4 separate regions of the Sus scrofa genome follow, and all the other regions are linked to region 1. The links are chromatin contacts, called in public Hi-C and HiChIP or PLAC-seq maps. All regions are on one chromosome and are shown on one strand. The core of a region is the stretch at or near the end of the contact, and the rest is flanking DNA. Distances in the headings are between cores, read along the strand shown.

Region 1 (7,127 bases), core at 1,751-4,250:
ATGAGGGAAGTGAACTCTCCAGGCACACTGCTCTCTCTATTTGTCAGGTAATAATATAAACACATTTATATATTTTTTGTTTTTGCCATTTTCTTGGGCCACTGCTGCGGCATATGGAGGTTCCCAGGCTAGGGGTCCATTCGGAGCTGTAGCCAACAGCCTACACCAGGGCCACAGCAACTCGGAATCCGAGCCACGTCTGCAGCCTACACCACAGCTCAGGGTAATGCTGGATCCCTAACCCACTGGGCAAGGCCAGAGATCAAACCGCAACCTCATGGTTCCTAGTCGGATTTGTTAACCACTGAGCCACGATGGGAACTCCAGACATATTTTTAATGTCATTTATTCCATCAATTTTTATTTATTTATTTATTTTTTTGTCTTTCAAGGGCCGCATTCACGGCACATGGAGGTTCCCAGGCTAGGGATTGAATCGGAGCTGTACCCGCCGGCCTACGCCAGAGCCACAGCAATGCCAGATCCAAGCCATATCTGTGACCTACACCACAGCTCACAGCAACGCCAAATCCTTAACCCACTGAGCAAGGCCAGGCATTGAACCCGCAATGTCATGGTTCCTAGTCAGATTCATTTCCACTGCACCACAAGGGGAACTCCATCCTCCATCAATTTTTTTTAATGGCTGCACCTATGGCATATGGAAGTTCCCAGGCCAGAGATGAAATCAGAGTTGTTGCAGCTGCCAGCCTATGCCACAGCCACAGAAAAGTGGGATCCAAGCCACGCCTGCCACCTACACTGCAGCTCATGGCAATGCCAGATCGTTAACCCATTGAACCAGGCCAGGGATCGAACCTGTGTCCTCATGGATACTAGTCGGGTTCCTAGCCCACTGAACAACAAAGGGAACTCCCTTTTTGTCTTTGTCTTTTTCCTTTTTTAAAAACCCTTCTCCTAGTCATCTTATTCTCAGTTTGGGCGCAGTCAGCGCTTGGTATATTTCATGATGAAGGGAATTAATAAATTTTCGTAGTAACAATAATGGACTTGGAGTCAAAAAAAATCCAAGTTCTGGCTTACGTTGGTGCCTATAATATAGTGGATGCTTGGTGAATATTTGTTGTCTTTGGTCTTTTTGTGTGTGTGTGTGTGTGTGTGTGTGTGTGTCTTTTTGCTATTTCTTGGGCTGCTCCTGAGGCATACGGAGGTTCCCAGGCTAGGGGTCAAATCGGAGCTGTAGCCACCGGCCTACCCAGAGCCACAGCAACGCGGGATCCGAGCCGCGTCTGCAACCTACACCACAGCTCACGGCAACGCCGGATCGTTAACCCACTGAGCAAGGCCAGGGATCGAACCCGCAACCTCATGGTTCCTAGTCGGATTCGTTAACCACTGTGCCACGACGGGAACTCCCTGGTCTTTTTCGCTGAGAAGCTGGTGATTCACTGACTCTCTGAGCCTCAATTCCTTATGCATGAAATGTAAGAAGAAAATATTTTATAGGATGACATGGATATTGAAATGAGAGTTCAAAAGTATAAGAAAAACTTCTACAAATAGCACTACAAATTAACAGGTCCCAGGGTCAACATTTGCCATTGTCTTTTCCCCATCCACATCTAGATTTTGGAGTGAGAGTGTTAACTCCAGCTGGTAAACACAGACCTCTGCGTTTATACCGTAGGCCAGCCTGTCTTCATTCACGTCAATGTGGCATTTCAGCAGTGGCCCCCAGTAAAGTCTAGATATAAGTCCTGGCCTGGGTTGAAATTTGTATTGGAAACTTTTTGGAACAAAGAACTCCCCCCCCCAATTTTTTAAATGTGCTTTATTAGAATAACAAATTGGGAGTTCCCATTGTGGTGCAGCAGAAACGAATGTTACTAGTAAACATGAGGATGAGGGTTCGATCCCTGGCTTCCAACAGAGGATGGGGACTCCAGCATTGCTGTGAGCTGTGGTGTAGGTCACAGACATGGCTCAGACCCAGCGTTGCTGTGGCTGTGGCTGTGGCTGTGGCCAGCTGCCACAGCTCTGTTTCTACCCCTAGCCTGGGAACTTCCATATGCCAAGGGTGTGGCCCTAAAAAGCAAAAACAGAACAAAACAAAAAAGGAAGTAATAATGGTTTATAAATCAAATATTGCAAATAACCTTATCTGATCATGTAAAGAATAAACATGAATTTTTGCATACAGGATTTTAAATTTTGTTTTATTGTGGTTTTTTTTATCAGAGGTTGAGAGCAGCACATCTTCAGCTATTTCATACTAGAATCTGAAAACTGAGGGGGAAAGTCCACTTAAAATAGCTATTGATGATTTCAAATCTCAGAAAAAATACCTGGTTTTAACTATTACAAGTACATTTTAGTATTTAGTTTTAGAGTAAACATAAAACTTTGTTTTATTGCTGTTTGTCTTTATTTTGGGGGCAATATTTTGGCTGGTCAGTAAGGCCTCTGTCCCAATTTCTCAATTTGCTGTAGTCCAGTGAAAGCAGCTGTAAATGTGTGTAAACGAATGAGAATCAGCCAGGGTCCTATTGAACTTTGGCCAATAGGAAAAAAAAATGGCCCGTCTTCATGCTCTAGTTTTCTCTGACTCCTTTTCTATACTAACAAGTAAAGACCAACAGAAACAGCTTACCTTTTTGTTTTTGTTTTTGTTTTCTTTTAGGGATTGTAACCACAGCACATGGAAATTCCCAGGCAGGCTAGGGGTCAAATTGAAGCTGCCTCTGCAACCTACATCATAGCTCATGGCAACGCCAGATCCTTAGCCCACTGAGCAAGGCCAGGGATCAAACCCTCGTCCTCAAGGATACTACTTGTGTTCATTAACGGCTGAGCCACAATGGGAACTCTCAGAAGCAGATTACTTTTACCCAAGAGTACACAAGAATCCTCCTGTCCCAGGGCTATATCAAATCTCCAGCTGTCATAATCTAGTCTACAGGAAATTTGATAGTCTAGCCATCCCACAGGCCTTCACACTGGTCCACTACATCAATGACGTAATGATGATTGGAACAAGTGAGACGAATTACTCCCTTAGGGTAATGAGTCATATCTTATTTGTTGGTACTTAGCACCATTTCCATTCTCTTTGATTCTCTCCCTTTCTTTCATTGCAGGCATTAGATAAATAAGAACTCCATTTTCCGTATGGTTCCTTGCCAGAAGGTTTCCAAATATAGTTTAGATTCTGCCCATGAGATGTATGTGTGCATGACTTAGAAGGCAGGAGAGAGAGACAAGCCAAGCTTTTTTCTCCAGCAGTGGTGGTGGACATGTGAGCTTGAGATGGGACTTTTGGCAGCAATTTCCACATTTCCTGTCCAGCCTGTCACCCCAAGGCTGCAGGATAATCTTGATTATTGATTTCAGTCTCTTGCAGCTTCCTGACTTCTGCATGAAAGCAGGAAGTTTCAGATTCGGTTTTAGTGACTCTGAAAATTGGTGGTAGCTCCCCTCACTTTCACTCTTTAAACCCTTTCAAAAGTGTATAAATACCCACTTCTTTGATTTACATGCCTTTAGCTTTAAATATTTAGGAGTTCCTGTTGTGGCTCAGTGGATTAAGAACTGGACTAGTATCCACGAGGTTCCAGGTTTGATCCCTGGCTTCGCTCAGTGGTTTAAGGATCCAGTGTTCCTGCAGGGTAGATCACAGATGGTGTCTGGATCCCGCATTGCTGTGGCTGTGGTTGCTGTGGCTGTGGCTGTGGCTGGCAGCTCCTGCTCCGATTTGACCCCTAGCCTGGGAACTTCCATATGCTGCAGGTATGGCCCTGAAAACAAAAAAAAATTTGATTGCTTTCTATTTTTCTTCACTGAACCTTGACTGCATATGGAAACAGAATCTAATTCATTTTTGCATTTTCTATAATTCTCAACAAATATTTGTTGGTAGAATATTGACTAGATCTTTTGTGTACACATGTATACACAAAATATATCATATTCCGATCATTTTATTTGTCCCGAAGCCCTTTCTGGCATTGCTATATTTCTTATAATGGTGCAGCAAATCATTACTGTTTGCAACTAAATCTCAAGCAAACAAGTCTTCCCAAGGGATTAGTACAGAGTATTATCACTCACTGCCATCTGGCTGTCTAATATAAAGAAATAAACAAGGTCTTAGTTGAGATAAACAGTCCTTACTGATGTAACGTCATGTACAACTTGATCCTATGTTCTGAGGCAACTTCGGCACCATCTTTCAGTAAGTGACCTCAAGAGCATAGGTAATGTAAGATAATTAGAATATGTTGTGCTTTGAATATTATCCTTTAAATTAAAACTTATTGAGAGTTAATTCACATACCATTCAATTCATCCATTTAAAAAATACAATTTGATGGTTTTTTAGTACATTTATAGAGCTGTGCCACCATCTCCAGAATCAAATTTTGCAATATTTTCAGCATTCCCAAAAGAAGCTCTGTAACCATTAGCAGTCACCATCCCCTCCCCCTCCTCCCAGCTATAGGCAATCACAAACCAAATGTGCTTTCTGTTTCTATGGATATGCCTGTTTTGGACATTCCCAATTTCTCCACATCCTCACAAATATTTGCTATTGTTTGTATTCTGATTATAGCCATCCTAGTGAGTAAGTATCTCATTGTGGTTTTGATATGCATTTCCTTAACGAGTAATGGTGGTTGATGTTTTAATTAATGATGAGGATCTTTTCATGTGCTTTTTGGCTATTTGTGCATCTACTTTGGTGAAAGGTCCCTTGAATAATTTATCTCTTATGCATTTTTTGTTTTTCTTATTTTTGAGTTATGAGAATTTAAAAATATATATATTCTGGATACAATTACCCCAGATACAAGTACTCCCAAATATTTGCAAATATTTTGTCCCATTGTATGGGTTGTATTTTCACTTTCTTCATAGTGTCCTCTGAAGCATGAAACTTAAAAATTATTTTTTGCCCTTTTTTTTTTTTCCATTTCTTGGGCTGCTCCTGCGGCATATGGAGGTTCCCAGGCTAGGGGTCGAATTGCAGCTGTAGCTGCCAGCCTACGCCAGAGCCACAGCAACTCGGGATCCGAGCTGTGTCTGCAACCTACACCACAGCTCATGGCAACGCCAGATCCTTAACCCACTGAGCAAGGGCAGGAACCGAACCCACAACCTCATTGTTCCTAGTCAGATTCATTAACCACTGAGCCACGATGGGAACTCTGAAACTTTTAAATTTTGATGTGGTCCAATTTACCTCCTTTTTTTTCTTTTGTTTTTTTGCTCTTGGTGTCATATTTAAGAAATCATTGTCTAATCCAAGACACGAAGATTGATCCTTACCTTTTTTTCTGAGTTTTAGACTTAGCATCATTTTAAATTAAATTTAATTATGTTTCTATAGTTTAATTTTTAATAATAGCCAGGCTTAGTTGCCAGCTTTCAAAATTTCTGAAGTTCGACAATTGGCTATTGCAATTTGGTGTGAGCCTGTTTCAGCAGACCTTTGGCACTAAGAATGCACTGTACTGAGTGGTCCTAGAAAAAAGACAAGTTAGGAATTCCTGTCGTAGCTTAGTGGTTAACGAATCCAACTAGGAGCCATGAGGTTGCAGGTTCGATCCCTGGCCTTGCTCAGTGGGTTAAAGATCCAGCATTGCCATAAGCTGTGGTGTAGGTCGCAGACAGGGCTCAGATCCTGCGTTGCTGGGGCTCTGGTGTAGGCCAGCAGCAACAGCCCCAATTAGCCCCCTAGCCTGGGAAACTCCATGTGTCATGGCTCTAAAAAAAAAAAAAAAAAAAAAAAAAAAAGACAAGTTAAAACTCTGAGAAGAAAATTGACAGAATACTGTAAACCAACTATAATGAAAAAATAAAAATCATTAAAAAATTAAAAAGGGACAACTATATGCCAACAAATTTGACAATCTGGAAGAAATGGACAATTTTCTAGAATCTTACAGCCTGTCAAAACTGAGTCAAGAAGAAACAGACCAAATGAACAGACCGATCACTAGAAATGAAATTGAAGAGTTCATAAAAACGCTCCCTACAAATAAAAGTCCAGGACCAGATGGCTTCACAGGAGAATTTTATCAAACATATAAAGAGGAACTGGTGCCCATCCTCCTTAAACTCTTTCAAAAGGTTGAAGAAGAAGGAATACTCCCAAAGACATTCTACGATGCCACCATCACCCTCATTCCAAAACCAGACAGAGATAACATCAAAAAAGAAAACTATCAGCCACGATCTTTGATGAATATAGACGCAAAAATTCTCAACAAAATCTTAGCCAACCGAATCCAAAAACATATCAAAAAAAATCATACACCATGACCAGGTAGGGTTCATCCCAGGTTCACAAGGATGGTTCAACATACGCAAGTCAATCAACGTCATACACCACATTAACAAAAGAAAAGTCAAAAACCACATGATCATCTCCCCCTAGCCTGGGAAACTCCCTGAAAAAGCATTTGACAAAGTTCAACATCCATTCATGATCAAGACTCTCACCAAAGTGGGTATGGGGGAACATTCCTGAACATAATCAAAGCCATTTATGAGAAACCCACAGCAAATATAATACTCAATGGGGAAAAACTGAAAGCCTTCTCACTCAAATCTGGAACAAGACAGGGATGCCCACTCTCACCACTGCTCTGCAACATAGTTTTGGAAGTCCTAGTCACAGCAATTAGACAAACCAAAGAAATAAAAGGCATCCAGATAGGAAGAGAAGAGATAAAACTGTCACTGTATGCAGATGACATGATACTATACCTAGAAAACCCTAAGGACTCAACCCCAAAACTCCTTGAACTGATTAATAAATTCAGCAAAGCAGCAGGATATAAGATTAACATTCAGAAGTCAGTTGCATTTCTGTACACCAGCAATGAAATATTAGAAAAGGAATACAAAAATACGATACCTTTTAAAATTGTACCTCACAAAATCAAATACCTCGGAATACACATGACCAAGGAGGCAAAGGACCTATATGCTGAGAACTATAAAACTTTAATCAAAGACATCAAAGACGATGTAAAGAAATGGAAAGATATTCCATGTTCGTGGATTGGGAAAATCAATATTGTAAAAATGGCCATACTACCCAAAGCAATCTATAGATTCAATGCAATCCCTATCAAATTGCCCATGACATTTTTCACAGAACT
Region 2 (7,605 bases), core at 350-2,849, 190 kb before region 1:
GAAAATACGGGCTATAAATACAGCGGAATACCATTCAGCCTTTTAAAAAGAAAGATATTTGCAATGTGCAACAACTGGGGTGGACATTATGCTGAGTGAAAGCAGCCAGACAGAAAAAGATAGGTACTACATAATTCTATATATAAGGTATCTAATATAGCCAAATTCACAGAATCCAAGACTGGAATGGTGGCTCCAGACCATGGGCTGGAGGGAAGGGACATAAAGTATCAATTACATAAGATGAATAAGCTCTAGGGATCTGCTATATAGCACTGCCCCTATAAGTAAGAAAACACTGTATACTTAAAATTTGTTAAGTGATCTCACCAGAATAAAATTATTTAAAAAGAAAAAAAAAAAAAAGACTAGAGGCAAAGAAGAGAGCGATATGGGGGCATCTGGCATCCTTCTGTAGGTTTGCTTCAGTTGTCTGTATTTCAACCGAAGGCCATATCTTCCCAGGATGAGCAGCTCCATGAGGATTTTCTCTTATTTCCAGTTTACAAAAAATATAAATCCAAGAAACACAAAGAAAATATTTTAAAGGCAGATATAAGTCATAATGCAAAAGAAGGAACGTCACTAACCAGATGATTTTTTTTTTTATGTTAAATGGCGATAAAGTACTTTCTTGCCCAACTGGCACTGGTGACCACATACACAAAATATTAGCTTGCAGATTATACTTTTCTGATCACAAAGAAATCCTTAAGCAATTAAGCTACAATTAAATAGAAACAGATAGCAAGACCAAAAAGGATTGAACATCAACATATATAAGCGATCTCTAAAAGAATTTTTTTGGCAGTTTAAGTCAATGGCAATATGAATACATTTTTATAAGGCAATAGAGGCCAAGCAGCAAACATTTCAGTACTATCACTTCAAGATCATGCAACAATTATTTCCATTTGATATTATTTTTATTTTCCACATCAGACCCTATGTTCAGAGAATAACATCCAAATTACCACAAGGCATCTATCATTCCACTTTGAGGAATTTAAAAGCCACAATAGGGACTAATTATCACAGAGGATTAAAGGCCTCAAGCAAGATGATCTAAGTAATGATGTGTCACAAAGGAATTCAGCTTTTACGTATTTTACTGCTTAAGAAGTAGGTTTATTAACATTTTAATTTTACAAAAACCCCTGCCATTATAAATCACATATAATTAATGTTTATCTATAGAAAACAAAAGAACATTGAAAGAAAACCCACAGATCAATTACCAAAGTCAATCAAATATTTAACAAGTGCCATGAGTTTCCATAAAGCTCCCTAGAAAGCAGCTGATGACACTAATTCACTTGGGATTACTCTGGATTTACAACGCCAAGTTTAACTGGCAGTACATATCAAGCTAGAAGAATCTCACATTAATCTTGTTTACACACCATCCACAACAACAACAAAAAAAAGCACTGAGAAAATACAAGAAAGCAAATCCCCTGGGGAGGTCAGGACACAGAACTAATCCAGGATGAGCAGGCTGGCAGGCTGACATGCAAAAAGGACAGGGGTTGAGGGGGTTAAAACACTTTTGACAAAGCAGCAAAGGGGCGGGGCAAGTTGATAGAGAAACCAAGTGAAACAGAAAGTGAGTGGTGGTGGGAAGAATGGGGTGGGAGAGGGTGGAGGTGGAGTTTTGGACCACTGCAGACACAGATCAGTTCGAAGCAACGATGAGCATGGCCAGACGACAGAAAGAGACACACAAATGAACTGCAGACAAAGGAGATCTGACACTGGGGAGAGCAGAACATAAAGCAGGATGTGGCTGTGTCTGCCACCCCACCCAATGCCACCTCCTAGGATCTAGAGGGTACGGATGGTTGCTCTCAGGAATCCCACGCTGTTTTCCCCAAATTACCTGTAGAAAGTATGATGTTCCACGCACACTTTCCATAATCTTTTCGCTGCCCGATGGTTGGGCAGTTTAAATCCAATAGTGCTCTCAAACTGTTCCAGCTGGAAAAAAAGCCGTATAACAAATCAGCACATTTCCTTAAGAATTGATTAGAAGCTACCGAAAAACACAGAATCAGAGATTTTACTAAGAAGTGACTGTTCTTGAAAACGGTCATTATGAGTATAGCTAACACGATGACACAAAATGGACTTTTCGCAGACTGCAATACTAGCGTCTCTGAAAAGCAAGGATGGACTACTGACATAAACCAGCTACCCTTCAAGGTCCACTGAAACTCATTCTACCACCTCCCTATTGATCTCCACCATTAGCTGGTTCAAAAGGAAAAGAAAAACAAGCCCCCACGATGAAGCAGGCACTTACCAATTCTTCTTTTCTGTGAAATTGTGACTGTGGCTTGTTTTTAATGAACAACTATATATGTGTGTGTGTGTGTATTATATATAAATATACACATATATACACGTACATATACATACATATACATATGCAAGTTTATCATCAAAAACCCTGAATTTTTTTTTTTTAACCCTGAAAGAATAAATAGTTCATTTTCTTAAAATTCAATGAAAGGCACTCCGGTAGCTCAGGGCCATAAAGGGGAGCACTGACAAAACCTTACGAGATGTGCGAGCACCTTGCTTACCTCCGCTGGCCTAACTTTAATGTAGAAGTTACTGCGCTTATAGGAGATTTTCAAGATTTTCGGCCAAGCAAAACGATTGATTCTCAGTCTGTCTTTGTAGATGAGGAGCCCGTTAGCACACACGCCCAGCTTGATGTCCACGCCTTCCGAGTCCTGTCAAGCATAAGCCATTTGACCGCAGTTAGAGCTGCGAAAGTTATACAGAAGAGGAAGCCAGCTGTCCCCCTCAAATCATAGTCAGGAGGGCCATTTCACAGGTCTGTATTTAAATTTCAATAGTCTCAAATTTAGATATTCATCTGAAATCTGAATGACATATATTAAATCCAGACATTCGTCTTGAGGGGTTGGATTTGAGGTGCAGCAACCTGACTGCAAGACACAATAGTCTTCAAAAAGCTTAATGCAATACGCTCTCATTGGGCTGTAAGAGGTAAAAGGGAGGAAAGGAAACAGACTTTGAGACGTCCTGAAGATATGGGAGATAAAAACGTGTTTTCCGAGGGCTATTCCAGCCTCTGGGGACCGTCTGGGTGCCCACCCCAAGGTGCGGTCAGCCATTTGGCTGTAGGCAAATTTACCGCACATGGCTCATGCCAGCTCACGGCTGTTAAATAATGCCTATGTTCTGCAAAACACCAAGCCCTCACAGAAAATTTCTCTTCTAGGCTGACAGTGTTGAAATCTTTGAATTCTTTCAAGCAGTTTTTCAATAACTCTAAGTGCTGACATTCAGTTCTTATTACAACATTCCTTTGGCTGGCATATTTCAAAAGGACTGCAGACGGTTCTTGAACTTATTAATACTGTCTTCTTTCCTCAGCATTTTTAATTGGGGAAAGATGACAATCTAGAATAACTGCAAGCCTGACAGATTTTTAAAAAATCAAATAAATTTACCAACAAGAGTAAAAAACCATCTCCTTGCTTTTCAAGCAGTGTTGAATATCTAATACATACGATGTTCGAATACCTTTAAGAGAATTCAAGACACATAAACCTGAAGACTTATTCAAAGATATTCATGTTTTCAGATATCACTAACAAGATGGAACAAATTCTCATAAACTACACTGAAACAAACCCCAGAGTCTAGTTTTAATTCAATAAAAATATAACATTTCAACTCTCTCATTATGGAGAACAATTTAACACAATTTATATCAGTTTTTTAAAAACAGAAACACAGTACAAGGTAACTGATGCCAACTGCTTTCACTGCTGTGATATGTAAATTATTTACATTTACAAATAAAATTATATTAGACCATCTGAGCAGGTTTAAAAACCTAATCTGTAAGGTGCTTTATTACCCATGGCCTGACAGCCACAACAGTCTTTAGGAACAGAGTAAAAAGCTGGGGTGAATCAGGCACAGGTGCCCCAGCAACTTGGCTCTAGACACAAATGATGTGCTTGCCAAAAATATCACTGGCCATGGCCACAGGGAGCAGGCCGGAAGACTGCCCAAGACAGCATGGCCTCAGCACAAATAAGGAGGCAGCCCTCACTTGAAACATGAACAAAGCTATCTCTAGTGTGAAGCAACCTTCTGACAGGACACTAAGGCTATTTTATCTGACTTAAAAATAAACACAATCTGGATCCAAGTCAATCCATTGATTTTCAGTTGCTCCACATATTGCTTTAGAATTATCAGTATCCGGGTGCATAGAAATTACAGATGACGGGTAAGGAGTTAAAGGGAAAAAAGCGGGTCTTAGTTCTCCTCCCCATGTTAGACTTTTGCCAGTCAGCAACGATGTCAGACAAATAAACTAATAAAAAGGGAGCATCTTCTCTGCCATGTGCACTCCCTCTGGAAGCTGCCCCATATGGACATCAAGAGGATCCCATCTGAATGGGTTCAGCCAATGGAAAGTTCTCAAAGAGCAGAGAAAGAAAGAAGGGAAGACGGTCGGGAGTTTTTAATTCCCAGATTCCCTCCTTGTATGGCTGTGACTGCACCAGAGTGGCTATGTTCTCCTCTCAAGGCAGTCCTTTCTACACAGACACCCTCGTGGGTTCTGGTAAATACTTTGCTTCACTCCTTCACACCCAGAGGAGTCAGGTGAGCTGCTGTTACTAGCTCCTGGTATCACTCTACTCTTGCGGTTTCCCCCTATCTTCATCACAAGCCCTTTTACGCCAACACCCTCACCCTATCCTAAAGTGAGGCTGCCACTAAGAACTCTTCTGACAAGAAAATATTAATTAAAAAAATTTAAACATGATCAATGAAAAATGTATAAAGGTACAAAACTTTAAACTACATGAAAAATTTTAAACTGCTACAGATCTTTTTTCAATGAGCTACAAATATCTTGCTTATCAGATATTACCTAACAAGTCTACCGGATGCTACACTGAATGAATGCATGTTATTCTGAGTTTTTTTAAGTGATCTACTCCTAACCACAAAGCAAGAATGGAAACCATACTTATAACAGAACCAGCAACATTTTTAACTTTTCTAAGACACAACTTCAAAAACAAGAATCCTGAAATGTTTCAGGACTTCCCTCTAAGCACTGCTTTCTAACTAATGATCAACAAAGCAGCAGATATAAGAGTCACATGTGGAAAATAACAGGGTCTAGAGTAGGAGAGAGGGGCTCTGGGGTTTTTTTTTGGGGGGGGGTCTTTTTAGGGCCACACCTGTGGCATATGGAAGTTCCCAGGTCAAATTGGAGGTACAGCTGCCAGCCTATGCCACAGCCACACCAGATCCGAGCCTCATTTGTGACCTACATAGCAGCTCACAGCAACGCTGGATCCTCAACCCACTGAGCGCGGCCAGGGATTGAACCCACATCCTCATGGATACTAGTCGGGTTCTTAATTCACCAAGCCACAATGGGAATTCCTGGGGGGTCTTTTTGATACCAAATCTGCTCCCCCCACCCTTCTTTCTGTTTCTCTGCTGACTCAGCCTGGCCCCATCATATAGAGAAAAGAGCTAAAAGACAAGTATTGGCAAGATCTGTTTTACCTCCTGGTAGGATTTATCAGAAGATATCACAGATGGGACTACTTTATATTATGTGCCTTGGGGCAACAGCCAGAGTGTAATAAGCCATCTGCATTCTGTTTTATGTAGTTTCTATAAAAATAAAAATATCTGAACCATAAATGAGATAGTGTATGTGAAAGTGCTTTTAAAAATTAAAGGTATATAGCATATAGCAGTTCAAAATGTTGCTGCCAGAGACTATTTACCAACATGGAAAAGTGTTTATAAGAGTGAGTCAAAAAAAGAAAAAGTTTATGAAATATTTGTGGTATAATCCCATTTTTTAAATGGCAGTGTGACTGCTCAGATTTTTTTTAAATAAAACAAGAAAATACCAAAATACTAACAGTGCTTGCTTCTGCATAGAGATTTCGGTCTTTTTGTATTCTTCTCCTGTTTGCCTCTATTTTCTATGATAAACATGTCTAACTTTTGTAATAAGGAAAAATATTTAAAGAATAAAAGAAGCCACAGAGGAAAAAGGAGTATTTCATATTTGCAAAGCACTATTAAAACAGTATCAAGAATTATTAATGTGAGGTCTACAGAGGGAAGATACCTTTGGGTGAGGGTCTTTCCTAGAGGTTTCTCAAACTCATGTAATCTCGCTTCCTAAACTACACCAAAGGATTGGCAGGGCCTTTTATTGTTTATTTATTTATTTTTATTTATTTTGTCTTTTTAGGGCCGTGCTCACAGCATATGGAGGTTCCAAGGCTAGGAGTCAAATCAGAGCTGTAGCTGCTGGCCTACACCACAGCAACACGGGATTCTTAACCCACTGAGTGAGGTCAGGAATCAAACCTGTGTCCTCATGGATGCTAATCAGACTCATTTCTGCTGAGCTACGAAGGGAACTCCCTGGCAGGGTCTTTTAAAAGCAGGCACCTATAGGTTCCCTCCACACGCTAAGTCGACCCTGGATATATTTTTTAAACCCAGATGCATCTTTCACCTTGTGTCTTGTACTCCCCCACCTCCACCCCTGACTCCTCCCACTACCTGACCATCCTAGGGAATGTCTGTTACTGGCATCTTCCCCAGCAACCCTGCACCTGCTACCTCCATGATTCCATTCTTTCCCCATTGTTCACATCAGACAAAGGCCTGGAACCTGGGCCAGCCTCATTGATCTTACCAGAGGCAAAAAGCAGACCCGCAGGGAAAAGCTCAACTCTAGGGCTCCTTCGCCAGCAGTTTTTTTGGAAAGTGGTTCTATCTGCACTGCCTTGACCTTTCACAGTGGCTAAGATTTGTTCTCCTCTCCCAAGACAGAGGTGGGGGATGGGGCTGGGACAGAGGCAGCACTTGGCAAAGCAAAAACTGGACACAGAATAAAGACAGGATGTGGAGTAAAGAAGGAGGATTAAAGTAATCTTAGAGTAAGTACGTGTGAAAGGGTATCAATTTAAAAGATTAGAAAAAGAAGAATGAGTAAGGGGGGAGAATCACTGGCCCCCCCTCATAACCACAGACCCCACAATTGGAAACTCCAAGGAAATATTATAGAGATCCTTGGGTGAGTAGCATTTTCCTAAAAGTGAGCTAGGCTGGTCTAAAACTGGAGCCCTCCCAAAACTTCAGGCAACATGCTGGAAAGATGCCAATTCCCTGTTACACTCACAGTACCTTGGCATGATGCAGGTCAACACCATACATGGAAAGCCTCTTGGCATTTTCTAAGAACTGAGAATCAGCTTGTGCTGGAGATAAGCCCCTAAGAATCAAAAGAAACAATATTATCATATTGACGGACACAAAGCAAATGTGGCTAAAATAGGGAAAGTGGGGTATGAGCTTGGAGAGTTTAAGGTGGAGGGAGTGACCCAGCCATATGTGCAAACAGATAAGAAGGCTCAACTCTCAACCTCTTGCATTTTTCTTTTAAGATCCTCCAATATAAACCTATTCATGGCAAGGAGCTGCACCTTCATCTTTACACTTTATCTCAGAAACATGCTTTCAATTTTTTCCACTGGGCAAAAAAGCCCCAGCAATAATGGGTAC
Region 3 (7,791 bases), core at 410-2,909, 140 kb before region 1:
CTGGAACATTCTGGAATGCAAACTCCAGGAGAATTTTCCAATCTGGTAAGTTCTTTACAATTGAATTCTGGTACCAAAGGAGCTTGTCCCATACCATTATACATCTCAATGAGAAAAAAAATAGACATATCAGAGAATAGAAATTATAAATTTTCTAATTTTCCAAGTTTTTCAAAAATATTTGAGATCTCAGTTAATTATCAGGAGATGATAGTATAAAATACAAGTCGTAATTTTTACTAACTTTAGCGGAAAAAATACTTCACACAAAGATTTGGAACAAATGCACAAAGACAGACTCAGCCTTGTGTCAAAATTAATGCATGGCTTAGCAATAAGCCCATTGTTACATAAGCCAGAAATAACATTAATTAAAGTCAAGCCATTTCCATATTTTTTTTTACTTAACTACAATCATTCTCTAAAAATGCACTGTTATCCAGTATTTCTGCTCATAAATAGTGTGTGTGAAGCATTTTTATCCACTTAATATTTCCATAAATTCTCTTTCCTCAAAAAAGAAAGAAAAATGTGGATTTCAAAGATAACAATTTTTGAAAACGGTGCTAGCTTGGCTTCCTGGGCAATCTTCTCTTTTAATTCCTAAGCTTCAAGAACAGGCTGAGATGGCCCACAGGAGAACGGAAATAGAAACACAGAGCCAGGAAAAACGGGGGTTGACTGGGGAAGAAGAGAAAGGAGAAATACAGATGGATGTATGAACATGTGTCTATTTTAAGGGAATAATCTGTGAAGCAGAGATGATATTAAGACATGAAACAAAAATGCTTCCAAGAATCGCTTCTTGATTTGAAAAAAATTATTCAGTTAATAGAGCAACATTGACATTAAATGGTTTAAAAGGGGTGCTTTTGTTGACCAAAGGTATTGACAGGTAACAAAAATAGGAAACTGCCTAACTATCCCAATGCTCTCATCACATTGATAAAATCGTATCCGTAAAGACCACTGGTTGTGTATTATAACCAAAGCAGTGAATTTAAAAGTCCCCCATAAATTACGGGAGCCATGTTCCATTATTATCTTATAGCATTCTTGCTAGGACTTGTGCACTAATAATTTTACAGCCTCTGGTCCATTTCTTCCCAGCTCCTTTTTGTTCAATCAGTCAGTCTTAATCATCTTATCTTGGCATGTGTGGCCTTCGAGAACCTCATTCTACTCCAGAAGTCAGGCTGTTCCAACGCCTCAAGACTTCCTCACAGGCCATGCTTCCCTCAGTGAAGACATTTAGGCCCTCTTCAGTGGGCAGGCTACAATCTAAAGGTGTAACTGAAAATCAGACACATGCACATACAGAAAGAAAAAAAGCAAACAATAACTATAGGCATCTAAAAAGCCATGACAGACAAACTTAGCATCTTTAGTGACAGCAAACAGGTGGAAACAAATCTAATTTCCCCAACCAAATAAAAGCATTTATTTCCAACACTGTACTTGTTTCCCTAAGTGCCTGCAAGTTCATTAATAGCCATAGTTTCCCGCAACATACTTCCCCTCAAGTCGTCCTCAGACACCGATTTCCGGTACAGAGCTACAGAACAACAGATAAGCAGCATCAGCATATCACCCTATCCGTCTAAGGTCAGTGCTGGAACTGAGAAACATGAGCATGCTCAAACCACATGATGGCTGTCCTTTGGGCTCTGCTCCTGAAGAGGAAGTGACAGCCGTCTGATCAGTAACAGCCCCGTTCTAATGACACTAAGAACTCAGAGAACCTGGATGCAAAGGAGAACTGGATAAAAGAAATCCGTCAAAAGAAGGAATACCATTTATGACATCTGCGTTATTACAACAACTATTGTGACACTGATGAGCTACAGCCTATGGTCAAATATAAAGTCACTGCCTAGATTCCAGGGAACTGATGGTACATAAAATCTGCTGTGGGATCACATCACTAAAGTCTACTCAAATTCTGCTGTGCTTTGTACTTGACAGGAGGAAAAAATGTTTACTCAACACTACTCACTTACTAGCTGAAAAGACAATCTGTAAATTAACATAATCATTGAAGTAATGACTCCTCTGCTTCCCCAACCAATTTAAATCTTGGTGAATAAAAGAACTACACTGCTGCTTTCAACTTTATATACTTGCTAAACTCTGCTCAAAAGACCTATTTAAAAAGTGGCTTGATTCTACACGAGTAGTAGAATCATGGAAGATAGACTAGTCACACATATAAGAAACTGCTTTATTTTATACCATTACAAAATGAGATTGGACAGCCAATACATGTGTGCTAAACAAGATAGAGAAAGAAGGAAGAAGGCATGTGATTAATATTAGGCTTTATGAAGTCAAATGTGCCTATAAAACATTATAGATCATCCCTAAAAGAATAGAAGGAGAAAAGGGGAAATAAATTTAAGTAAACAAAAATTAACACCCAACAAAATCAGATAAAGAATATAGCCACATATATCAGTAATTTATATGAAATAAATGGTCTAAACTTCACCAGTGAAAAAATAAAATTTTAAAATGGATTAAAAAACAAGACCCGTCAGGGAGTTCCCCTTGTGGTTGGGCAGTAACGAACCCAACTGGTATCCACGAGGAAGCAGGTTCAATCCCTGGCCTCACTCAGTGGGTTAAGTATTCGGCGTTGCTGTGCCTGTGGTGTAGGCCGGCAACTGTAGCCACAGTTCGATGGCTGGTCTGAGAAGTTCCATATGCTACAGGTATGGCCCTAAAAATGAAAGTTCAGACAAATCCTAAGCAAAATAAAGCTAGTATGGTAATATTAACATCAAATAAATTTTAGGGTATCAAATGATGGTAAAAAGGGGGAGTCCAAAAATATACAATTTCGAACTAGCAGGCATCTAATAACCCAGCCTCAAATTTTACAACGCATAAGTATATGGAACTAAAAAGAAACTCTTGGCCTAAGAACTTTCATGTCTCGGACATGACCAAACAAACAAACAAAAAACCCCAAAAAACAAAAGCACGGGATTTCGAAACCTGTGCATTCAACAAGAGGTACATGAAGGGAAAATTAAGAGCCATGAAGCACGCATTTATTTTTTTCAAATACTGAAATATTCAACTAAAAATTTGGAAAAAAATAACCCCAAAGAAAAAATAAAGAACAGAATGCTACAAAAGAGAAAACAAGCAAAACCAAGCTGTTTCTTTGAAAGAAAAGGTTAAAATGGTTAACTCTACAGTAAGAATGGCAAGAAAAAGCAATAACCCAAGAAATAAAAAAGAAGTCAAAATCAAAGTCAAGATGGAAATACTATGAAAAACCTCATACAAATAGATGTGTCAAATTAGATGAAATGGACAGTTTCCACTAAAAATTTGAATTACTAAAATTGATTCAAGAAAAACCAAAAACAGGCTACTAGAAAATCAATTCATCAACTATACCCCAATAAATTTTTTTTTTTTTGTCTTTTCGCCTTTTTCTAGGGCCACTCCCGCGGCATATGGAGGTTCCCAGGCTAGGGGTTGAGTCGGAGCTGCAGCCACCAGCCTATGCCAGAGCCACAACAACACAGGATCCGAGCCGCATCTGTGACCTACACCACTGCTCATGGCAATGCCAGATCCTTAACCCACTGAGCCAGGCCAGGGATCAAACCCACAACCTCATGGTTCCTAGGCAGATTTATTAACCACTGAGCCATGATGGGAACTCCCTAAAATTTTTTTAAAAATAAAAACTAAAAAAGGAAAAGGAAAAAAAAGAAAAATCAATGACTTAAAAAAAGCCTACCAACCTTATTCTTCCCACAAAAAGGTCACTAGCCCAAGAGTGTTATAGGCAAGTTCTACCAGATCTCCAAAGAATAGTAATCCCTAATTAATTCAATCTTTTTCCAGAGAATATTATAATGGAAGCAACTTTATAAGGCTAGTATATAACCCAGACAACAAAATCTGATAGACAATTTGATAAAATTAAAAATAACCATAGATTTAAAAGTACAAAATCAATGCCAAATCATGAACCAGTAGTATATTAGATATTCAAAGATGAGTTAACATTGGAAAATATTAATGTAAATTACACTAAGATTACAAAAACCTCTGTTCCTCAGTTTATGCAGGAAATACTCTAGATAAAATTTACTACCTATTCACCTTTTACCACTTATTCAGGAAAATTTCTAGTTTAGTCTTAAACTAGGAAAAGAATATCCTGTCTATTTTTTAAAAATCCTACAGCAATCCTAGAAACCGAAACAAAACATAAAGGTGCTTAGCCTCACAAGTCGTAATGTGTAGGGTTGCTTCCACATTTTCAGTTATTTTCCATGCTCTTCCCATGGGAGGACCATACTTGCTCACCTACTGCGTTAACCTCATGACTTGCTTGAGATGTAAGTGAAAGTGGTATATACCACTTCCAAGCAGAAGATTCAAGAGCCACAGTGTGGTTCTTCCATTTTTCCTTTTCCCTCTACTGTGAGCCCAGCATTTCTCACCTTTAGTCTTGGTCCAACAGTCAAGAAGACACGGAGCAGGGCCCACAGCCAACCCCCAAGAGTATGTAACATGAGCAAGGAATAAACCACTACTACTCTAAGTCCAGAAGATTTGGAGGCTATTTGTTATTGCAGCATGATCTGTAAAAGTTGAGGGTGATCAAATAAATGCTAATCAAAATTTTAAGATGGTATTTCACACCATTATGAGAGGATGAAATAAATCAATACCAAAAAGTATTGATTATAATGTAGGAAGAATCAAGTAGTGATTGCTGGTTGCAATTTAATTGGCATAACCCTTTGGAGATTGCTTTGCCAATATCTGGGTAAACTGAAGAAGTAAAAGTGCATCTTATTAGCCCAGCAATTCCATTCCTGGGTGTCTATCCTGAAGAAATTACTGCATGAAAAAACAAGGAAACAGATACCATAATGTTCACTGAAACACTGATTGTTATACTATTTAAAAGAAATTGTGTGCCGGGGGCGAAATGGATACATTGTTAGTCATTTAAAGGAATACTATTAAAGCAGTTAAAATGAATAAAGTAGGTTCACACATATTAAAAAGACAAGTAAGAGCAGAGAGAGGGGAGATAACGCCTCAGCAGTTATGTTTAATGTTTTATTTCTTTTAAAAAATATCTAAAACACATGGCTAAATGATGATGTGATTAAAATTTTTATGGCACATATACAACTCCCCTATTATTTGCGTATTTTTCTATTTTTAAATGTATCAGGTCTGTTTGAAAAAGACTGGATAAAGATAGATTTAAACCCTAAAGCACATTGTTCAACCATGAGGTCTGGTGATATAAAGAACATCAGAGATGACAGGGCCTTCTAGATTAAGTAGTCCTATAGTCTAAAGATGAAGTCAATTTCTAGGCCACAGTTTGGCCCAGAGATTAAGTAAATGACTCAAGTTCACATAAAAAGTTATCAAGTTGGTTCCAAAAATCTAAACTCCCCAACTTTCAGGATAGGCAAGAAAAAAAGGACATGAGGTCAAATACAATGTAACTGAGTCAAATTCAGAAGACTACTCTATTGTTTCCTTATTGTCTCTACCCCTACTACTGAGACATACAGTTTTATTCTCTCTCTCCTCCTCTCTCTATGAGAGCTTTAAGGATCTTTATCTTTGGTCATTCCTTTTTTTAAAAACAACCGAAATATCAGAATTATAACTACATGGGTAAAACAAAGTTCTATATAACTATTACAAAGATAAAGATAAGGACCATGAAGCACTCAGTTTAGTGGTCAAGTTTACAACCTCCCCCGTCAAACCGCTGGGGCTGGAATCCTAGCTCAACCACTACCTACCTATGAAAGATTAGGTGAATTACTTAACCTAAGCCTTACATCCCTCGGTTGTAAGACTGGGAACATCTCTCATAATACCTACCTCCTACAGAGTCTCCTAGTATTTCATGAGATAATCCACTCAAACCTCTTCACATAGCTCCTCAGTAATAAACCTTAGATACCAGTATATGCCATGTAAATAGAGTAATTTAGCTACGAAAGGCAACAAACTCATTGTCATAAAATTCTAAGGCATTAAGTAAATGCTTTCAAGAAATTACATTGGCTTCGGTCAGCATCAGTGCTAATCAATTATATGCTTTGCAAATTGAGAGTGTTTTTTATTAAAGGAAACTAAATACATGAGCTAGATTTTAAATCATTACCTATCTTGGGATGAAAACACTTGGGCTTAAACTGATGAAATTTCCTCACTCTGACATTCAACTTAGGGCAACGTTTCTCCTCAAGTGCAACACTGATGGTCATGGGTAATATTCAAACTATGTAATGCCCACCCAGAGCAGACACCAGCCAATGCATGTGACCAGTGCAGTCTGTGAGAATATCAGCCCTGCTCACCCTTAAGGGTCAGAGACTATTGTTTCTAATGGAAATGATGAGCCTCTTCTATGGGTCTTACATTTTAACGCACAAGTGTGACAAAGTAGTTGATAGGAACACAAGAATATATTCACTGTGCCACGAATGACAGCAGACAGTACTTCCACTGTCACTCTACTCATCAAGAAGCTCTTGAGCCAGTGTCCTGTCTCACCTCCAGGTCACAGCTATACTCGGTGCCATCCAGGAGGGTCACTTTACACTGAACAGTCTTGGTCTTCTTGGTGGCTTTCTGAGAGGCCTTCTCTGCCTTTAGCTCATTGGTCTGCACCTCCTTTGTCTCCCTTTTTGCTGCTTCATCCAGTGTGTCCTCCTGTATTTCCTTTCCCTTCTCCTCTTCTCTCTCCTTACTTACTTCTTCAACAGGCTGTTGAGGAAAAAGAAATTAAGTTCATACTAAAGTTGACCAATCTGCAAAAGACAACACATTAAAAAGGGAAATTTTAGTAAGAACTAAACATGCAGACCTAAGATTTTAAAAAACCTCAAAATTTTGCTAGAAAAGATAGCTCCCCACACCTTCTTCACCCCACATGCCACTGCCAATTTTCTCATTTTGCCAATTTGGCAATTTTGGCATTAAATAAGTAAAAAGAATTACACCCCAGCAACTATAATTTAAATCATCTCTAAATAAATACATAAGTAAATAAATAAATTTCTAATTACAATTTCATGCCATAGCAAAACTTAGGCTTCATTAGGCAACCAAAATGCACAAACATAGAAAATTACTTCTTCTTACCGACTCAAAATAAATCAAATCTAAGATATAAAAGTACAAAACCATAAACAAAATGAAAAAACGACCTACGCTCTGGGAGAAAGTATCGGCAAATGATGTGGCTGACAAGGGTCTAATTTCCAAAATACGCAAACAGCTCACTCAACTCAATAACAAAAAAAAAAAAAAAAAAAAAAAAAACTCAATCAAAAAATGAGCAAGAAACCTAAATAGACATTTCTTTAAAGAAGACATACAGATGGCCAAGAAACACATGAAAAGATACATAGCATCACTAATTATTTTTGTTTCGATTTGCATTTTTCTAATAAGATACCATCTCACACCAGTCAGAATGGCCATCATTAAAAAAAATCTACAAAATAACAAATGCTGAAGAAGGGTTGGAGAAAAGGGAACTTTCCCACACCATTGGTGGGATGTAAACTGGTGCAGCCACTATGGAGGACAGTATGGAGAAGAGTATTTCTAATCTAAAAACAGAGTTGCCATATGGTCCAGCATTCCCACTCCTGGGCATATATCCAGAGAAAACTACAATTCAAAGAAGATACAAGCACCTCAATGTTCACAACAGCACAATTTACAATAGCCAAACATGAAGACAACCAAATCATCCACTGACAGATCGCTGGA
Region 4 (7,506 bases), core at 3,405-5,904, 160 kb before region 1:
CATGTAAACGCAAAGGGAGAGACAATGAGAAGGCAGTATGCAGAAGCCAAGGGTATCAGGAGGCAGAGCTCTCATCTGCCAAAGTATATTCCACTGTTTCTACTGGTCCCATGAGATGCTTCACTTATACACCCACATCCCCAAAAGGGGAGTAGAATGGGACAAGGAAATTCTGCTTAATGTACAGAACTACTGAGCATCAAAACTCATATTTGCAGGAGTTCTCGTTGTGGCTCAGTGGGTTAAGAGCCCAACACAGTCTCCGTGAGGACGCAGATTCAATCCCTGGCCTTGCTCTTTGCTCAGTGGTTTAAGGATGCAACATTGCCGCAAGCTGTGGACTTTGGTATAGGTCACAGATGTGGCTTGGATTCAGTGTTGCTATGACTGTGGCATAGGTCTCAGCTGCAACTCTGACTGGACCCCTAGCCCAGGAACTTCCATATGCCACAGGAGAGGTCATAAAAAGAAAAACAAACCCACCCCCAAAACCCCCTCCTGTTTGCATATAAGACACCCTGAGAAGTTCTACAATGAAGAATAACCTTGTTTATTATCATCATTTAACCTGAACCTGATGTTTCCCAAAATTACTTGGCTAAATAAGCCACCATCTTCTTTGAATACCACACTAACTTATTCCACAGCAGAACTACTGATCTACAGATAATACCTCAAGGAATGAGGGAGAGAAAAATTACCATGACATGACCTTCAATCAGATTTGGAGACTAGCATCAACATTATCTTTTTGACCCCAAAATGCCAAAAGAGAGAATTCAGTTTAAACTGGTCCAGGATTTGATGGACCCATCTGTCTGGACGAAGCAAATAACTCCCACAGATAAAATTCCAACAATATAATCAAAAAGATCAAAAACTCATAAGGAAACCAGTTACTACTACTGAGTATTAAAGGCAATTACGAGACTGATATTCAAGACTGTAGATAATGGAAATATCTATCAAGTACAGCACAAAATCAGTACTTTTTATATGCTTAAATATTTTAAAATACCAAGAAAAAAGTATCAAAAAGCAGACTGTGAAAAGAACTAATTAGAATATCTAGAAATCAACTATACAAACTAGCTTATAATCCAAACTGACAAGGTTTGATAGCATTAAAAAGAAAAACAGAAAAAAAAAAAAAAAGAAAAACAGTGAACTGGAAGATCGATCTGAAAAAACTACCCAGAATGCAATACAGAAAGATGAAAACCATGAAGGAACTTCACTGACATGTAAGATAGAAGAGAAAGTCTTACATATATCTCATCAGAATTCTAGATGAAGACAACAAACAGAGTAAGGGAGGGGCAATATTAAAAGATGTAATGGGAGTTCCCATTGTGGCACAGTGGGTTATGAACCTAACTAGGTACCCATGAGGATGTGGGTTCAATCCCTGGCCTTGCTGAGTGGGTTAAGGATTTGCCATTGCCACAACCTGTAGCATAGGTCACAGATGCAGCTCAGATCCAGCCTTGCTGTGGCTGTGGTATACACCATCAGCTGTGCAGCTCTGATTCAACCCCTAGCCTAGAAACTTCCATATGCTGCAGGTGCAGCCCTAAAAAGAAAGGGAAAAAAAAAAAGATGTAATGGCTGATAAATGCTAAAACTCTTAAATTAAGGAAAAAATGGATTGCTAGCCAAATAAAACCCATTAACCTACAATCACTGTATTTCACTACTTATATGTATTAACATTCAAAAGATTTTGACATGCATCATTTTTAAATAATAGATGTTATAAAGCCATCAAGAGGAAAAGAAACATGAACTAGAGAATAAGGAGTAAAGAAAAAAAATTGTAACAGAAAACTCAGAGAAGTTACTCTTAAAAAACCTAAAACTGGAGCTTCCTGGAAGCTCAGTGGGTTAAGGATCCAGCATTGTCAGTGCAGTGGCTTGTATCACACTGCAGTGTAGGTTCGATTCCTGGCCCAGGAACTTCCACATGCTATGGGGGTGACCAAAAAAACCCCTAAAACCAATCTGCCTTGGAAGCTAATTCAAAAGGCCAACAAAATGTCATGTTTCTTATTATTTCATAAAGAAAACATACCATACAGATGGCCAGCAAACACATGAAAAAATGCTCAACATCGCTGATCATAAGAGAAATGCAAATCACAACTACCATGAGATACCACCTCACACCAGTCAGAATAGCCATCATTAATAAGTCCACAAATAACAAGTGTTAGAGGGGCTGTGGAGAAAAGGGAACCCTCCTGCACTGTTGGTGGGAATGTAAACTGGTACAGCCACTATGGAGAACAGTTTGGAGACACCTTAGAAATCTATACATAGAACTTCCATAGGACCCCGCAATCCCACTCTTGGGCATAGATCCAGACAAAACTCTACTTAAAAGAGACACATGCACCCGCATGTTCATTGCAGCACTATTCACAATAGCCAGGACATGGAAACAACCCAAATGTCCATCGACAGATGATTGGATTCGGAAGATGTGGTATATATATACACAATGGAATACTACTCAGCCATAAAAAGAATGACATAATACCATTTGCAGCAACATGGATGGAACTAGAGAATCTCATACTGAGTGAAATGAGTCAGAAAGCCAAAGACAAATACCATATGATATCACATAACTGGAATGTAATATCCAGCACAAATGAATATCTCCACAGAAAAGAAAATCATGGACTTGGAAAATAGACTTGTGGCTGCCTGATGGGAGAGGGAAGGAGTGGGAGGGATCAGGAGCTTGGGCTTATCAGACACAATTTAGAATAGATTTACAAGGAGGAGTTCCCGTCGTGGCGCAGTGGTTAACGAATCCGACTAGGAGGTTGCGGGTTCGGTCCCTGCCCTTGCTCAGTGGGTTAACGATCCGGCGTTGCCATGAGTTGTGGTGTAGGTTGCAGACGCGGCTCGGATCCCGCGTTGCTGTGGCTCTGGCGTAGGCCGGTGGCTATAGCTCCAATTGGACCCCTAGCCTGGGAACCTCCATATGCCGCGGGAGCGGCCTAAGAAATAGCAAAAAGACAAAAAAAAAAAAAAAAAAAGAATAGATTTACAAGGAGATCCAGCTGAGTAGCATTGAGAACTATGTCTAGATACTCTTATTGCAGTAGAACAAAGGGTGGGAAAAAAAACGTATACATGTAAGGATAACTTGATCCCCTTGCTGTACAGTGGGGAAAAAATAAATTAAAAAAAAGAAAACATATCAGATGATCAGGAGACATATATTAAATGTTCCAAGTTATTATACTTTATAAGAATTAATTTACCAGAGTGTACCCTGACAGTAATACGACCTAGTGGCTCACAATTTCATTTTTGCCTTCACTACTGTTCACAACTTACTCCACAAATTTATTAATCATTAATTACTTATTAATAATCCTCATCATTTGGGAGAAAGGAACCAAGACACAACTCACAATGGCAGTACATTAAAAATGTGTGGGGGTGTGCAAGCTGAAATTGTTCCTCCTCCCATACCAGATTCTGCAATGTACCACCTTTCAAGAGAATGACTGATTCTCGACCATATGCTAGAAAGGTACCACAGCAGAATGGCAGTGACATGGATTTGAACACCAGCCCTACCTCTCAACAGCTGTATAACCTCGGGCAAGTTACTTAACTTCACTGTGCCTCAGTTTCCTCTCTCTAAAATAAACACTCACCTTACGATGGCGATAAGAGAATTAAATGAGGTATATTTAAAGTACTTAAAAAAATGTTTGGCCCATTACATGAATTCATTAAAAGGCAGCTGAAAGCACAGGCCCTTTCTGAGCTGCTCTAAAACAATTACTGATTTTAAATATAATTATAAAGAGCTTTCACGGTTATTACATCCAATCTCACTTCACAAATGAGAAAACTGAGGTTACAGAGAGTTTAACCCATCTAACTTTTCAGTGTGACTTCTTATTTGTGATATCCATAAACATTAGTCCTCCTTATTTCTATCCAGGAAGGCAATTTTCTAGTATTGCTCTTTCGATTTTTATACAGGCAACTTGAATTCTAGAACATGAAAAGACTACAAATAAACATTTGTCAACCAAGTAGAATACACAGATATTTTGATTTACAATGTACCCCTAAAATACCAGTATATGCAGCTGGTTCATTAGCTGTCATAACTATTGGCAAGTGTTGCCTGTCTCAGATAAAAAGAACTACCTGACATAATCTTTCTTTTCTAGCTTGATTTATGACCCAATATTCATCTTTCTTCTTCAAGCACTTTACTTCCTATCTATGGTAGTTCCTCTTAAATTCTACTCCTTTTGATATTTATTACTTTTTGAAGACTGGGTTCTTTAAGCAAAAGTATGTCTTACTTCAATGTCTCCTACAGCAGCACTTTAAGTAACCTGGCTCTCCAGGAGGCTAAAAGATATGTTGGATGCAATGGCTTGGTGCTATAATGCCAGCCAAAAAGTTGGCAGAATTGAGTCTAGAAATCAGGTCTTCTGGCTCTCAGTCTGATGCAAACTCCTGGCTCTAGTTAGTGAACTACCAACATATACATATTCAAGGAATTAAGCCAAACACACACTGTCAGACTATTGCAGGAGAAGAACAGCCACAGATCTACATTTTATTTTCGCAATTCTACTTGATACTTAGACACTTCCGTAGTAATTAAAACATTTCCAAATACTTCTTGGGAACTAGAAGAATGATGTCAGTAGAAAAGCCAGTCTGCCCCTTTCTCTTAAGAGCCAGCCATGTGCCACCTTTATAAATGCAGAAGCGGACAGTGGGGTTTTGCAGGCTTTACACATTCCTTCCCCAAGACATCAGCCACTGTTATTTCTTCTTGCTATCTGAAGCATGCCTTTGCTTTATATTCCTACTTATGCTAGAATGTTTATAGACTACAAACTGTGCTCATCTCTATTCTGATAATGTAGCACCAGTTAATTAAATGATTAAAACCATATAACAGTTAATCAACTTGCCAGGCACACTTCAAAAAGAAATCTTACTTTCTATGTTAACGGCCAACAAGCTTTACAATCTACTTTTCCCCGTCTGCCTCTCCCTAACCCCTCTTACAACATTAAACAGAAAAATAAAATCAATGGGTTGAAAATTTAAACAAAAAAAGTACTTTATTTCCCAGGTATTAGATTTTTTTTTTTTTCTTTAAAAGACTGCCTAGGAGCTCCTGTCGTGGCTCAGCAGTTAATGAACCTGAATAGTATCCACAAGGACGGGGGATTCGATCCCTAGCCTGGTTCAGTGGGTTAAGGATCCGGCGTTGCTGTGAGCTGTGGTGTAGGTCGAAGATGAGGTTTGGACCCCATGCGGCTGTGGTGTAGGCCAGCAACTGAAGCTCACATTGGACCCCTAGCCTGGGAACATCCATATGCCATGGGTGTGGACCTAAAAAGACAAAAATTAAAATAAAAAAATAAGACAGCCTAACACATGAGAGACCTCCAAAGGAGAGACAAGACAATTTAGAGGGGTTTAAAATATATCATTCAAGGAGTTCACGTCGTGGCACAGCGGAAACAAATCCGACCTGGAACCATGAGCTTGCAGGTTCGATCCCTGGCCTAGCTCAGTGGGTTAAGGATCCGACATTGCAGTGAGTTACGGTGTAGGTCACAGACGCGGTTCGGATCTGGCATTGCTGTGGCTGAGGTATAGGCCGGCGGCTGTGGTTCTGATTAGACCCCTAGGCTGGGAACCTCCATATGCTGCAGGTGTGGCCCTAAAAAGCAAAAAAAAAAAAAAAAAAAAATTCAAGGTTTGGGGAACTCTCTTGGGGAGAGGGGCCAGAGGGGCAAAGCAATCTATAGCAAACCCAGCTGAAGAAAGGCAGGCTGGAATCTGAGACGCCAAGTGAAGTCCCCCGTGCCTGGGCTGTTATTTGTGGCATTCGTTATGGAGGCCAAAACATGGCATTTCTGGAGGCTTCTCAACTTGGAGGAATTTGTGCAACTGCTTACCCGGCGGATTGCATTCGACGCCACACACCACTGGCGTTTTATAAAACACCATCACTGTCTCCGTGTAGGCCCCACCACACTGCAGTTATTGTGCGCTGAGGAGACAGTGCTGGGAAGCCTACAATGCAATCCATACATCACAGCCCTTGAGCTATGTATTTTGCGCTAGCTCTAAGCTACACTGTGCAAGTATAAAAGGCCAAGAAAGGTATGCACAGAACAAACACAACTGAGACATTGTCGTGGGGGGTGGAAGAAATCAAAGAAAATCATACAGAAGGGGAAACAGAGTAGTCTTGAGCCATCACTTATCAGATCATTCTTTTCCTACCAATTTTAACGACACACACCTGTTCCAGAGTTCACTCAAACCCCGGCAAAAAGGAAGAAAGAAACCACATCCAATAATTGTGTTAAAAACGTTAATTCCAGAAGTAAGGGTAACAAGGGACAGTTTTTAAGTAAAGTTCCCCTGATCATTATGAAGTTAGAAAATATTTTTCTGACTGCTCAAAAAATAGGTATATATTATGTATAAAGTATACAAACACATATAGATCTATGTAAAGAAATATGTATATATACACACACATATACCCATCATCTTTGAGTGGTTGAAAAAATTTTTCAATTTTCATTAATGATCAGGGAAACTTTGTATATATATATAGACACATTATCAAAATTACATAAGAATGTTGGTTTCTTATAATACACTACAAAGAATAGCAGGAAGAAATCTTTCTTATGCAGCATTCTTTCAAGACTAGCCTCCAAAAGAGGGGAGAGGAAAAAGAAAAATTCTTTCATAGTTCATTACATAATCTCTTAATTCTTTCCATTCCATAGGATTTGAGAAATTATGATTGAACATTGGGGAAATTTTTCAGTGCTACTGATATGAATGACATAAAATTCTATTCAATGTAGTTTTAGGTGCTAGAAATAAAAATTAAAAGACTACATCACACAAAACCAGAACACACTACACAATACCCTCCACTGACTATACCCTGCAATCATATTAAAGGAAACCTTAGGATAGCTAGAACCACAATCTCACCTTTCATAAAATCATGTGCATACCTTAACTCCTCAAGAACAGAGGAGTCTGCCTTTCTTCTGTATCATAAGACCCTATTTCATGAGTTCAATGCTTCCAAGCCTATCCAAGTCTAAGCACAGTACTGAGAGGGAATGTTTTTCTACCCTAGTCTGTTGGGTTTTTTAATGTTTCAGAATTCTTTTTTGCTTTAGGCCGTGCTTGCGGCATATGGAAGTTCCCAGGTGAGGGGTCTGATCGGAGCTACAGCTGCCGGCCTATGGCACAGCCACAGAAACACAGGATCCAAGCCAAGTCTGCAACCTACACCACACCACAGCTCACGGCAACGCCGAATCCCCGACCCACTGAGCAAGGCCAGGGATTGAACCCGTGTCCTCAAGAATACTAGTTGGATTTGTTTCCACTGAGCCACAACAGGAACTCCATGTTTCAGAATTCTTAAGTGAGCACACGATTCATCTCATAAGCAATCAG

The links. Hi-C and Micro-C count contacts between places; a contact is called where the count stands out from the background. HiChIP or PLAC-seq counts read pairs in DNA pulled down with a chosen protein or histone mark.
Region 2: a contact with region 1 is called in a Hi-C map of alveolar macrophages, with 2.8 times the contacts expected there. The contact joins two enhancer-like sites. A contact is called at or near these places in 24 of 47 Hi-C or Micro-C datasets (adipose tissue, alveolar macrophages, blood and 13 more) and 2 of 2 datasets of contacts at active chromatin or transcription factors (alveolar macrophages and skeletal muscle).
Region 3: a contact with region 1 is called in an H3K27ac HiChIP or PLAC-seq map of alveolar macrophages. The contact joins two enhancer-like sites. A contact is called at or near these places in 1 of 47 Hi-C or Micro-C datasets (skeletal muscle) and 1 of 2 datasets of contacts at active chromatin or transcription factors (alveolar macrophages).
Region 4: an H3K27ac HiChIP or PLAC-seq map of alveolar macrophages shows a contact between it and region 1. The contact joins two enhancer-like sites. A contact is called at or near these places in 1 of 47 Hi-C or Micro-C datasets (liver) and 1 of 2 datasets of contacts at active chromatin or transcription factors (alveolar macrophages).

Annotation. Positions count from the first base shown.
Region 1 is chr1:32,383,649-32,390,775 of Sscrofa11.1, reverse strand. No RefSeq gene overlaps it. Among named protein-coding and RNA genes, the nearest start is that of AKAP7, 25 kb to the right of the region's middle. Within about 2 kb of position 3,000, at least 9 of the 83 cell types and tissues checked have an H3K27ac peak or open chromatin away from gene starts, as enhancers often do. A contact at or near this core is called in alveolar macrophages, where this site is marked.
Region 2 is chr1:32,572,190-32,579,794 of Sscrofa11.1, reverse strand. EPB41L2 (band 4.1-like protein 2) reads right to left here. Exons shown (of 18, transcript XM_021088293.1): 8 at 7,228-7,315; 9 at 2,586-2,738; 10 at 1,880-1,977. Among named protein-coding and RNA genes, the nearest start is that of SMLR1, 130 kb to the left of the region's middle. Within about 2 kb of position 1,599, at least 19 of the 83 cell types and tissues checked have an H3K27ac peak or open chromatin away from gene starts, as enhancers often do. A contact at or near this core is called in alveolar macrophages, where this site is marked.
Region 3 is chr1:32,521,204-32,528,994 of Sscrofa11.1, reverse strand. It overlaps EPB41L2 (band 4.1-like protein 2), which reads right to left. Exons shown (of 18, transcript XM_021088293.1): 3 at 6,565-6,777. Among named protein-coding and RNA genes, the nearest start is that of EPB41L2, 110 kb to the right of the region's middle. Within about 2 kb of position 1,659, at least 7 of the 83 cell types and tissues checked have an H3K27ac peak or open chromatin away from gene starts, as enhancers often do. A contact at or near this core is called in alveolar macrophages, where this site is marked.
Region 4 is chr1:32,540,944-32,548,449 of Sscrofa11.1, reverse strand. The region is part of intron 3 of EPB41L2 (band 4.1-like protein 2); the gene reads right to left. Among named protein-coding and RNA genes, the nearest start is that of EPB41L2, 130 kb to the right of the region's middle. Within about 2 kb of position 4,654, at least 4 of the 83 cell types and tissues checked have an H3K27ac peak or open chromatin away from gene starts, as enhancers often do. A contact at or near this core is called in alveolar macrophages, where this site is marked.